4 separate regions of the Sus scrofa genome follow, and regions 2, 3 and 4 are each linked to region 1. A link is a contact called in public Hi-C and HiChIP or PLAC-seq data. All regions are on one chromosome and are shown on one strand. The core of a region is the stretch at or near the end of the contact, and the rest is flanking DNA. Distances in the headings are between cores, read along the strand shown.

Evidence for each region. A called contact is a pair of places that touch in the nucleus more often than the background predicts. HiChIP or PLAC-seq counts read pairs in DNA pulled down with a chosen protein or histone mark.
Region 2: a Hi-C map of liver shows a contact between it and region 1, with 8 times the contacts expected there. The contact joins the promoter of SYPL1 here to the promoter of CBLL1 in region 1. A contact is called at or near these places in 2 of 5 promoter capture datasets (fetal liver and liver) and 2 of 47 Hi-C or Micro-C datasets (heart right ventricle and liver).
Region 3: a contact with region 1 is called in an H3K27ac HiChIP or PLAC-seq map of alveolar macrophages. The contact joins the promoter of ATXN7L1 here to the promoter of CBLL1 in region 1. A contact is called at or near these places in 1 of 47 Hi-C or Micro-C datasets (heart right ventricle) and 1 of 2 datasets of contacts at active chromatin or transcription factors (alveolar macrophages).
Region 4: an H3K27ac HiChIP or PLAC-seq map of alveolar macrophages shows a contact between it and region 1. The contact joins the promoter of NAMPT here to the promoter of CBLL1 in region 1. A contact is called at or near these places in 1 of 47 Hi-C or Micro-C datasets (liver) and 1 of 2 datasets of contacts at active chromatin or transcription factors (alveolar macrophages).

What each region holds. Positions count from the first base shown.
Region 1 is chr9:107,454,888-107,457,587 of Sscrofa11.1, reverse strand. CBLL1 (E3 ubiquitin-protein ligase Hakai) reads right to left here and starts at 1,327. Exons shown (of 6, transcript XM_003357515.4): 1 at 954-1,327. The coding sequence starts at 966.
Region 2 is chr9:105,983,874-105,986,573 of Sscrofa11.1, reverse strand. It overlaps SYPL1 (synaptophysin-like protein 1), which reads left to right and starts at 1,402. Exons shown (of 5, transcript XM_021063515.1): 1 at 1,402-1,585. The coding sequence starts at 1,517. It overlaps LOC106504993 (a long non-coding RNA gene), which reads right to left and starts at 1,314. Exons shown (of 2, transcript XR_002335905.1): 1 at 114-1,314.
Region 3 is chr9:105,924,265-105,926,964 of Sscrofa11.1, reverse strand. ATXN7L1 (ataxin-7-like protein 1) reads left to right here and starts at 1,330. Exons shown (of 18, transcript XM_005667724.3): 1 at 1,330-1,665.
Region 4 is chr9:106,160,517-106,163,216 of Sscrofa11.1, reverse strand. NAMPT (nicotinamide phosphoribosyltransferase) reads left to right here and starts at 1,376. Exons shown (of 11, transcript NM_001031793.2): 1 at 1,376-1,432. The coding sequence starts at 1,376.

The DNA of each region.
Region 1 (2,700 bases), core at 78-2,577:
TGGGTTTTTTTTTTTAAAACTTATTATGTCTTTCCCAACAGTACCTAACCTCAAAAAGAACATAGACTCAGTGTATCTTGTTTACCATTCCATCTTCAGGCCTTGAAGAGTGTGTGTAAGATACACGTACAAAATTAAGTAGGTAGCTGATGACAGAGGACATCCCGACTAATAGTTAATACTGGAAAAAGCCTTCTCTAAGCCTAGATATAACCATACGGAGCAGTGTCTAACTCCAAAGGTACTCATTCAATATCCAAAAAACACAAGGAAGCAAAAGCCAAAAGACACACAACAAAGAGTGGAGCCATTCTTACTTGGAGAAAAGGATGAGAGTATCTTGATTTTAAGCTCAAGATTGATGGTTAAGGACCACAGCCGAAGAGCGGGGCACGCTTTTGGCTTAAGCAGAAAAGCTGCTCCCGGTATGATTCCGAAAACCATATCCGACTCCCTTCTCCCACCTCTAGTCCATGAAAGACCAAGCGGTGACCACCGCAGCACCCGCCCAAAGCTGACTGAGACAGCAGGAAGTCTCCAATCCACTCTCGCGCAACGACTCCCAGTTCAATGAGGCTTCCCCGACTCCGAGATTGGAATCTACCCGCCAGTCCCCATAACGTAGGGCACGGCACCCAGAATGAGGAAAAAAAGAGCCGGCGCTCTCTCCTCCCCGCGTGGCCTGCGCCGCCCGCTGTCCCAGCTCGGAGCTTAGCAGAAACAGAAAAGGAACGGCTGTTGCCGGCACTGAGGCTGTAGGTACCACACCGGAGGGTAGGCCGGGAAGTAGCAGGCCCTGGCCGGACACGGAAAAGGGTCTGTGAGATTTCTTTTTCCCCGCGACACCTCAGTGCTGTGGGGCGAGCGTAACCCCTCTATGCCGGCTGGGCGACCAGTCCCAGGCCGGCCAAGGGGGCATGGAACCGGGACCCCCACTGCCTCCGCCTCCTTACCAGTGTGATCCATGATTCGGCTCGCGGGGCACAGTGGGAGCGGAAGTCAACGGCGCCGGAGTCGCAGGGAGCGCGTGCGCGCTACCTTCCGGAGCCCGAGAGGCGGAAGTGCGACCAGCTCGCCCAGGCTGGGGCCCTTAAAGACGTCTTCCTCTCTCCTTGGCTAGCCGACTCCGGTGAGAGAGTCAGGCATAGTTCAGGCAGAGCGAGAGAGAAAGAGCGAGTACGCGAAAGGCTACACTGTCGAGACTGCTAAAGCTTCCTCTCATGTGCTTCAAGAGGGAGTAGCCTTTAACTGTGGAATGGAGACCGACCGGAACCTAGGAGGAGGGGAGCAGCAGTAGCCACAGAACTAAGCTCGCGGCAGGTAAAGCGGCCGCCCGCTCCGCAGAGCTTTGCCTTCTGGGATATGTAGTGCGCCGCGACACTGGAGCCGGCCGGGCCCACTGCGCAGGCTCGGCCGTTAGGCTGGCCCCACCCCGGCGGGCGGAGTAACGGTTTGGAATCCCCCTGAGTCCGCGAGCGGAGGTCTCCTCCCCCACGGCCAGGAAAACTGTAAACACGAGCTCTGCGCAAGGCGTTCTCCAGTGGGAGGATGCCCGGGGGAAGGTGGAGCTGTGTGAGGCTCTCAGCAAAGCAAGAAAGGCTCTATGCTTACTGTCTACATTTTGCTTTGTCGTGAAGAACTGCAGAGATCCACGCAGAGCTGACTTGAGTATCAGCCCTGATTCCCACCCATTTCTAACGCTTGATGAGCATTCATTTTCTAGGCAGAACGCTTGTGGGGCTAGGATCCCTCCGAACATCCCGCCTAAGGACTGGATGCAGGGCCAGCTGGAGGGCAGGTGCCATGCAGCCGCTTCTTGTTAGAGGAAAGCGGGGACTCAAGTGCATGGTGGAGCTGAGGGTGAGGAGAGCATGTTAGGGCTGGCCGTAGGGGAGAGGTGAAAGAGGAAAGGCTTAAATGAGGAAGAGATAGCAGCATGGGCAGTACCTAGTTCCAGTTCTTGGTCCCGGGGGTTCGTGGTTGCTGCCGCTTTCATCGTCCTCAGCTGAAACAAAAGGCAGGTGCCCAAGAGGGATTCCTGAGGGCCTTCAGTTGGGTCTCCACTTCCAGGCCCTGGCGCATCTGTGTTCACTCCCTTCTCCACCCTTTCACACTTGACGGTCTTGGATGAGTAGAAAGGAGTGCAATTAGTGGAAAACACAAGCTGGGAGTCCAGGGATTTGGGTTCTATTCTTGTTGTCTCTGGGTGACGACAGCATTACCTCGTGTTATTCAGGCTTTCAATGCCAGAGTTCCTAGATCAGAGATTATCGTATTGATCTTTTAGAGAAGTACTTTTGATCTCATGGAGACAGCAGTGAGTGATGGCTTGGAGCAAAATCTTTAATTCTCCGCTCAGGAATTGAACCTGGGCAGCCTGGATGAAAACCGGGAATCCCAGCCACTAGACTAGCAGAGGCTGAAAGCAGAATTGCCCTGATTCTTGCTCCTTGTTGAAAGCAGAGATTTTAAAGGTATAAAGTTTATTGTTGGAAACAGTACAACATGTGGGAGAGCACACAGAATTTTTTTTTTTTTTTTTTTTTTTTTAAGGCCACACTGGCAGCACATGGAAGTTCCCAGGCTGGGGTTGATTCAGAGCTATAGGTGCCAGACTACACCACAAACGCAGGATCCAAGCCTCATCTGTGACCTAGACTGCAGCTCAAGGCAACACCAGCTCCCCCACCCACTGAGCAA
Region 2 (2,700 bases), core at 153-2,652, 1.5 Mb after region 1:
AGATCACTACCTTGGGGATCCCAAAACCGGGGTGCAGGAAGAAAAGGTGCAGAAACAAAATTTAAAAAAAATAAAATAAAAGAGTAAGCAGAAAAACTTGGATTATCACTTACCAGTGGTCTCAGATGCACTGGGTACCAATGTATGTTACTTTCCACTGATTCTGCCTTGAGGGGCATCTCTGATGCCTTTTTGTTTAGAAAGAGGAATCTGCCATCATTCACTAGGTGCCCACTGAACATAAATAAGGCTGTGCTGAGGACTGAGAAGTGGAAGTCAGGATAAAAAGAGTAAGAGTGTGGACCAGAAAATTGAAATACATTCTTTGCACTCTCTGGGAAGCAAGTAAGTAGGTAAACCAGTCTCAGATGAGAAAGGATTAGCTTCCTAGAAAGACAGTCAATAAGAGCGGAATGACTTCAATCGCAAGGAACCTGCTAATTCATAGATCACTGCTCAGACGTTGGTAGGAGATTCTACTGTGCGAAATTCCTTTCTTCTCCATGTATTGCTACATGGTGTTAGCCATCTTACCATACACGCCAAGCCGCCAGCATTCCAGCTCTCCAATCTTCCTAGATTTGGGGGAAGGCAGTAAGGAGATCATTACTTCGGGGCTCGGATAACTGGATGCCAGGAAGTGTCACCCAAGGCGACTCTTGAAGGGAAAGCAGGAATTAGTCTTCCGTAGAAAGACTCCAAGAGCTTCCCACGCGGAGAACTTAATGGACAGGGTAGGACAGGTGGGTAAGCCATTTTCTGGTAGGTATAACCTTTCTCCTACATCTCTCAAGCCTAACTCCAAAGATGGCTTTGACAAAGTTAATTTCCATAAGAATATTTGGTGAATGACGCTTCTGACAGAGATACCCTACACTTCTGTCGCTCAAAGTCCGTTGTTCTGCAATAACTTTCCACCAGTTTGACAACAGGTCCCTAACACCAGCCTTGAAATGCGGCTTCATCTGTGTCAATATTTTTTTAAATCCACCTAAAAGTTGGGAACTGTGGCGGTAAGCCGGAGGAAAAGAACTTGGTACGGCGAGGTGGTGAGACCACGAAGCGGAAACTTGGGCTGGGCGCGAGGTAACGGCCCCCGCTACGCAGGCGCAGGGTGGGGGCACGCATGCGCGACAGAAACCCGAACGCCGGGGGCAGGACTTGAGGGAAGGGGGCGCGGCGCAAGCAGCATGGCGTCCAACATCTACTTGGTTCGCCAGAGGATCAGCCGGCTGGGCCAGGTGAGGCCCAGGGAGGCACCGCCCCTTCCCTGCCCCTGCCCCGCCCCCGCCTCCCGCGGCCGCCCCTCCTTCTCTCCGCCCCAGCGCTTCGGCCAGCGGCTCAACCGCCGCCGCCCCGCCCCGCGGCCTCCCAGGTCCGCCTCCCAGGCCGCCTCCCAGGCCCGCCTCCCGGAGCCCGCCCCGCCTGCCCTTCCTCGCGGCCTGGCTGCTGGTCTCGTCCGTCCCCCTCCTCCTCCTGTCCGCCGTCCTGACTCTTTCCCTCCTTCCCTCAGAGGATGTCCTCCTTCCAGCTCAACCTCAACCCGCTCAAGGAGCCGCTCGGCTTCATCAAAGTCCTCGAATTGGTGAGTGCAGCCCGCTCCGGCGAGGCGGGGAATCGCGCCTCCGCGCCCGCTCCTGCTGCCACTACAGCCGGCCAGCGCCCTCGGCTGGGAGGTGGCGGGGGCGGGGCGGCGCCCCGGGATCCCAGACGCCGCCCCGCCCGGGCGGACCCCTAAGCTGCCGTCGTCCCCGGGACGGGACGGGAAGGGTCGGGACTGCACGCACGGGGAGGGGACGGTGGCCGCGGCCTGGGCCCGCGCGGGGCGGGGACGATGCGGTCGCGACGAATCACGGGTGCCTCGGCTGCGTCCGGCCGGGGGGAGCCGCCCTCCCACACCCAAGCTCACCTCGGTGTCCCGGGGGAGTGGTGCTTCAAATTTCTCTTTGGCTTCACTGCTTCCCGCAAGGGAAGAGAAAACTTCCTGTTGCGGTCTAACCGAAACCCGACGGACCGAAGTCGCTTTGCGGCCGGCGGTGCCTCTGTACCCGGGTGGAAAGGGTCAGCCTGTGTGTTGCTGCCCTGGGCTAACTTGAGGCCACGCTCCTTCGAAAGCTAGTGCGCCTTCCCAAAGTGATTTGACGAGCTCTCAGTTAATTTGCTTTTAAGATTGCCTCTAAGTTAAATATGGATAAAAGTAAACTGTGGGTCAGGGAAGCGGACGGGGGTAGGGGAGTAGGGGAGAGGGTCTTTGAACAAAACGTGTTCTTGATAGTCTGATCCACTTAAACACAAGTTAGGAATCGCCATCAAATTTATTTGGGGTATTTCCCAGCAACATCCTGCAGTCAGGGAACACTCTCAATCATTAACATCAAAGGAGATTTATTACTTCGACCTTGGTAATGATCAGTCACTGCGGAGGAGTTAGTGAATGCACCAGGCACTGCACATTACCTTCAGACTTCGTGGCCTAGCCCGTGTTCCAGGGCTGGTTTTTAGGCCTGTATTAATAGGCAGCTGGCGTCTGTACAGCGTGCAGGCAAGTTGCTTTTACAGCTAGCCGTATTTACGTCCGTAACTCTTCAACCCCATATTTTAGTGATAAACTGGTGAAGGGTAAGAACTTCTGATTCCCCGTTTTAAATAACCTGCCGAGGATGTTTCTTAAAGTAACACGGAAACTCAACTTTTCTAATT
Region 3 (2,700 bases), core at 81-2,580, 1.5 Mb after region 1:
ATCAGGAGGCCCCTCATCCACTGGAGGTGTCAGACTGCTGTAACTAAACAGGACCCTATGGGGCCCTCCCAGGACCACCCCCCTCCCAATGCCCTCTGCCTGCCTCTTGTTTGTATAAAAGCCATAGTGTCCCAGGTCTCCCTTGAGTCATAAAAGCCTGGCTCAAGAATTAATTTGAGGGTGGGGTGGGCACACCTGCAGCATATGGAAGTTCCTGGGCCAGGGATAGAATCTGAGTTGCAGCTGTGGCAATGCTGGATCCTTAACTCACTGCACCAGGCCAGGGATCAAATCCACACCTCTGCAGCTACCTGCGTCTGAGCCACTGCAGAGACAATGCCAGATCCTTAGCCCACTGTGCCCCAGCAGGAACTCTATGAGAATTAACAATTGGAAGGATGTGAACATATCTGACAAAAGTAGCAGTTGGGCCAGGAGAAGTGGTAACAATTTAAATAGCAAATCAGCCATATGGCAGTCACAGAATCTTTAGTTCCTCCCCCAAGTACCTAGATAACAGTATCTGGTGCACATTTCCTGAGCTATGCTAAAACCCCCACCAAATGGAAGAAGTTAATTATGTGATGACCATGAGCACATAGTCCCCAGTCTGGCTGGAGCCTAAGGATTGGTAATGTTAACCCCTGTGACACCATCCTGTTCACTCACCATCAACCAATCAGAGAATCTCGTGCACAAGCTGACCACATACCCTGCAACCCCTCAACTTGCCTTTCAAAATGCTTCCCTGAACTCTTCCAGGAGTTTGGGGGTTTTGAGCATTAGATGCCCTGGACCCTTGCCTGGTGCCTCACAATGGAAAGCCGGTACTTTCCTCTACCACGACCCCCTGTCAATAGAATGGCTTTACTGCCTGGAGGCAGTTGGACCCCAGTTTGCTTCTGTAACACTTCTTGCTTTTAGAACAAAGGGCAGGGGTCAAGACTGCAAAGAGGGAGCCCCGTGAGGACAAGGGCTACAGGAGAGTGGATTCCACAAGTTTCTGGATGGGAAGGTCCCAGATGGCCAGACCCAGAGAAAATGGGGGCTCCCAGGAGGCGTCCCCTCCAGTCCAGCCAAGTGGTGGCCACCCAGGAGCAAGCTCAGGCTCTGGCAGCCCTGGGCGGTTTTTCTCTTTTACAAAAACGAAAGGGAGAGAAATGGCTCTGAATGCTGGCCTGGCTCCCAGAACCCAGGCCGCGGGGGGGAAAAATGGAAACAGCTGCTCACCAGAGGGCTCGGGCTCTGCTGGAGCAGATCTGCGCAGACTCGGGTGGGAGGCGGAGCCTCAGGCGCTGGGTCTTTCAGTGGCGACAACCACGCCCACTTCAGCCCTTCAGGCCTCAGCTCGCACGTGGTGAGTGTAGCAAGATCCCTGGGCTAGCAGTTCAAGGGCTGGCTCAACTAACTAGTTTGCTCATCAGAGCATGAGTTAGTGACTCACGGTCCCCAGGGCCCACTTGGACCCTCCGAGCCTCAGAGAGCTTTGGCTGGGATGACTCAGACCGCTCTCTCGCCCTGGTCCTCGCCGTCTCCATTGCCAAGAGCACGGAGAAACACCCCCTGCAGGGCGCCACCCGCCCCCACCTAGATTTGCCTGCCGCCCGGGAGGCCTCGCCTTGCCTCCTGCAGGTTTCAGGTCCTCAGCGGTTCCTGGACGAACAGGTACTTAAGCAGTATTTATCGCTTGGTTAATAAAGAGCCCTGGTCAGAGCTGGCTTTGGGGCCCACGAATCCGGGTTCCTCTTGGAGCTGCGTGTCCCCGCCTCTTCAGGGCTCAGCTTTCTCGGGTGTAAAATGTGGCTAATACTTCACAGAGCGGATGGATGGGTGCGTTAAACCGAGGAACATATGGCAAGCGGGAGGGGGCCGATAAATGAGAGTTTTCTTTTCCTGAGCGACTAGGAATCCTTGATCACTTCCCTCCAGAAGGAGGGCAGGAAGCCAGCTGAGCCTGTCGGGGCAGGGGCCTTCTTGGTTTTTAGGGTTACATCTGTCACCATGATGAGAGCGGATGGCACATCTGCAGGGCTCACGCTTAGCTGGGGGTAAGGCCTTCTCCTGCGGCTGTTGCCCCAGAAGGGGGGCGACAAGGTGAGCCCCGCCCTCCAGAAGCATCTGTTCTCTCAGCCATTCACCCCGCTCCTCCTCCACTCCCCCAGCTTCTCACCTGTTGGCCCTTTGGAGGAAGGGGAGGGCTAGGCCTTGCAGAATAATGCTTCTGGAACAGTGGAGGGTTTTCAGAGCCTGTTGAGGGGAGCAGGAATTTTAACCCCTGATTGACCTAAATATACACAAGCCTCAGGGCAATTCCTTCTAGTGGGACTCCACATTTCAGTCACAGCAAGGCTGAGGGAGGTGCATATCACTTTAGAGTTTACCCAGCACACTCAGGTACATGATTTCTTGTGATGCTCACCACAAATCCAGAAAGCAGACAGGCAGGGAGTCCTGTGCTTCTTTTTACAGACAAAAGCATTGAGTCCCAGAGAGGTTGAACAGTTTTCCCAAGGTCACACAGCTTATTACTGGAAAGACTGGAACTCATTCCCTCTAGACTTGGTGCTCTCCAGGCCAGGCTGGAGGGAGCCGTTGTTCAGCCTCATGCATTGAGTTTGGAAAGATATTTTACACACACACACACACACACACACACACACACCATGGGCTAAAAGGCACCACCATGCAGGGCCTTCTGCA
Region 4 (2,700 bases), core at 127-2,626, 1.3 Mb after region 1:
TTTCTCTTCATTCACAGCCTCCACACCCCCCCCGCATAAAATGAGACTTCCACTAGCTTGAACTACAATCTATAAAGTTCTTCCAATTTTCATTAAATTCCCTTTCCCCAGCAACTTCTATCTTGTAAAACCTAAATCTAAAAAAATAAAATAAAAACACAAGCAGCTGCTGATCCCAGAGACAAAGGGAATCTTGGTTTTACTCAAAAATACAACCACGTATGAGAACTGCGCAAATGGATGGTTTGCCTTTGGATGAAGTCATCCGACGTCGTTTCACTTCGTTTTTTGCTTTTTTTTTCCAAGTTGCCAACCCGTTTCCCAAGATTGAGCAATTATAATGATAAAAGTCAGTCTCGCACCTTGTCAAAGACTTGGCCCTTTGCCGTATACTTCTCAGCAATATTAGATTCAGCGAGTTCTTATCCTCTCATTATCTGTGAGGACTGAATTCAGCCCCCAACTTTGGGCGCAGGCTATTTTATCGGGGAAAGTCAAAACCTCCCCAAGAGGATCAAAGGGCTCAGCCACTGAGCCGGAGGAAAGCGAGGGCGATGCGTCAGATTATAAAGCGGCTCCTCAGCTCTTTTTATTCCTCACTTCAGCTGTTCAGATTTTAAAGAGAGGGTTAGGAGGACCAGAAGGGACTCAAGGGATGGAGGCAAAAGGTTCCATCCTTAATCCAAGCCAGAGACAAAGGTGAGTAACTGCGCGAGGGGAACGGGAAGATGAGCAGAGGGAGGCTCCTCGGCCCCCAGCCGGGTGGCGTGACTTCAGGAGGACTCTGAAAAAAGGGCCAGGACTGGGTAGGACAGGAATGTGCCAGCGGGACAGGCGAACCGGCTAATCGCAAGAGTGGCGAGCCTGGGAACGCCCCCTCCCGGCCCCGCCCCGCTGCGCGGGGCCGAGAGACGTAAGCCAGGCGGGCGCCGGGGTCACGGGCCAGGGCAGCCCCGCAGCCTCAGGCTTCCCGGGGTGGGCGTTTCCGAGAAAGAGCGCGTGCCTCACGTCCTCCCCGCCCAGCCCCGCCCCCTGCACGCTGCGCACGCGCGGCCGCGCCCCGCCCCTAGCGTCCCCGCCGGGGCGATGGGGCGGGGGCGGGGAACCGGGGTGAGGAGATCGCCGGAGTCCCCTGAGTGTGAGTGCGCTACCGCCTCCGCCGCCGCTCCGACACTGCCGCCACCCTCACCGCGTCACGGCTCCCAGGCCCGCCCTCCTCTGGCCCCTCCTCCCCGCTCCGTTTTCCCCTCCACTCCCCCTCCCCCTCCGACCGAGCGGTGACTTAAGCAACGGAGCGCGGTGAAGCCCATTTTTCTCCTTCCTCGCAGCCGCGCCGGGCAGCCCGCGGCGCGTGGCCCCCACACTCCGGCCCGAGATGAATGCTGCGGCAGAAGCCGAATTCAACATCCTCCTGGCCACCGACTCGTACAAGGTAGAGGCTCGAGGCGGGGGCAGGTGACGGAGGAAGAGAGGGCGCGTCGGGGACGAGCGCGGGGCGGGGTGTCGGGGCTGGGGTCTTGGCGCGAGGCGGCCCCAAGGGAAGGCGCGGACGGCGGTGGCGGCGGGACCGGGCAGGTGAGGCTGGCGCCGCAGTGGCGAGGAGGTGGAGGGAGGAGGGATGGAGGGATGGACGGCAGGAGGCGGGGCCTGGGGGTGCGTGGTCGGAGGTGCGCGGCTAGGGGCTGAGGCTGGCCCGGGCCGGTGCCGCGCGCCCGCCGCCGGGGGCTCGTGCGGGTTTGCGGGCGGCGGGCAGGCTGGGGCGTCACCGGCTGAGCGCACGCCTTCCCCAGGAGCGCGGCCTTTTGGCCCCGGGCCGGGGAGGGCAGGGCCGGCCTGGGCGAGGGCTCGCTGGAGGAGCCGGGTCAGTTAGGTAACGGCCCCTAGGGTTCTGCCGTAGAGACCGGGAACGAGGTTTGAGAAGTGGGGTTTCCCCCGCTGAGGTGTGTCGTGTGAGCCCACCCCCTAAGTGGGAAGGTACGTCCCTTTCCAAGGAAGGGGTGGGCCAGGTTCTTCAGGGGTGCGGGAGCAGCCAGCCACGTTCCTCTGCCTGTGGCTCGGGCGCAGAGGACACTTAGCTATCAGTCTCTGGTCACCCTGATGGATTCCCCCTTCCCACTCCTCTGGGCTCCGTTTCAAACTTCTTTGCTGCTGGTAATCACTCATGCTTCGTATATCCCCTGTTGCGAAAGCCAATCTGCCATTATCCCATTAGGACCACTGCAGGATTTCTGTGAAAAAGAAAGTGAAACACAAGTAGTTAAATGAACTGTAGTTAACCCTAGAGAACTTGTTGAGGGAAAAGCGGCACAACCTTGTGTTACTAAACCTATTGGACCCTTGCACGTATAGCTACCTCGTTTTATTTGAAGCTCATGTACATTAGTAAAAAGGGAAGAGTGATTAGAGACAAATCCGGCAAATGGTTTTTCCCCTAGTATCCAAATTATATGAAGTAAACTGGACTATACTTTGCTGAGAAATTTTGTTAGTCAGGACACCTAAAAGATGAGCTGTCAGCTTGGAAACCCCACTTTCGTAAAATAAATTTTAGTTTTTACTGTGAACAGCACGAGAGTTCAGAATATAGTGATTAAAGCATGACGTTTTTAGTTTGGGGTTTTGTGATTTTGTTGCTTTGGGTTTTTGGGTTTTTTTTTTTTTAATTCCAATAAAGTATTTTGGAGAATCCCATTTTACTTA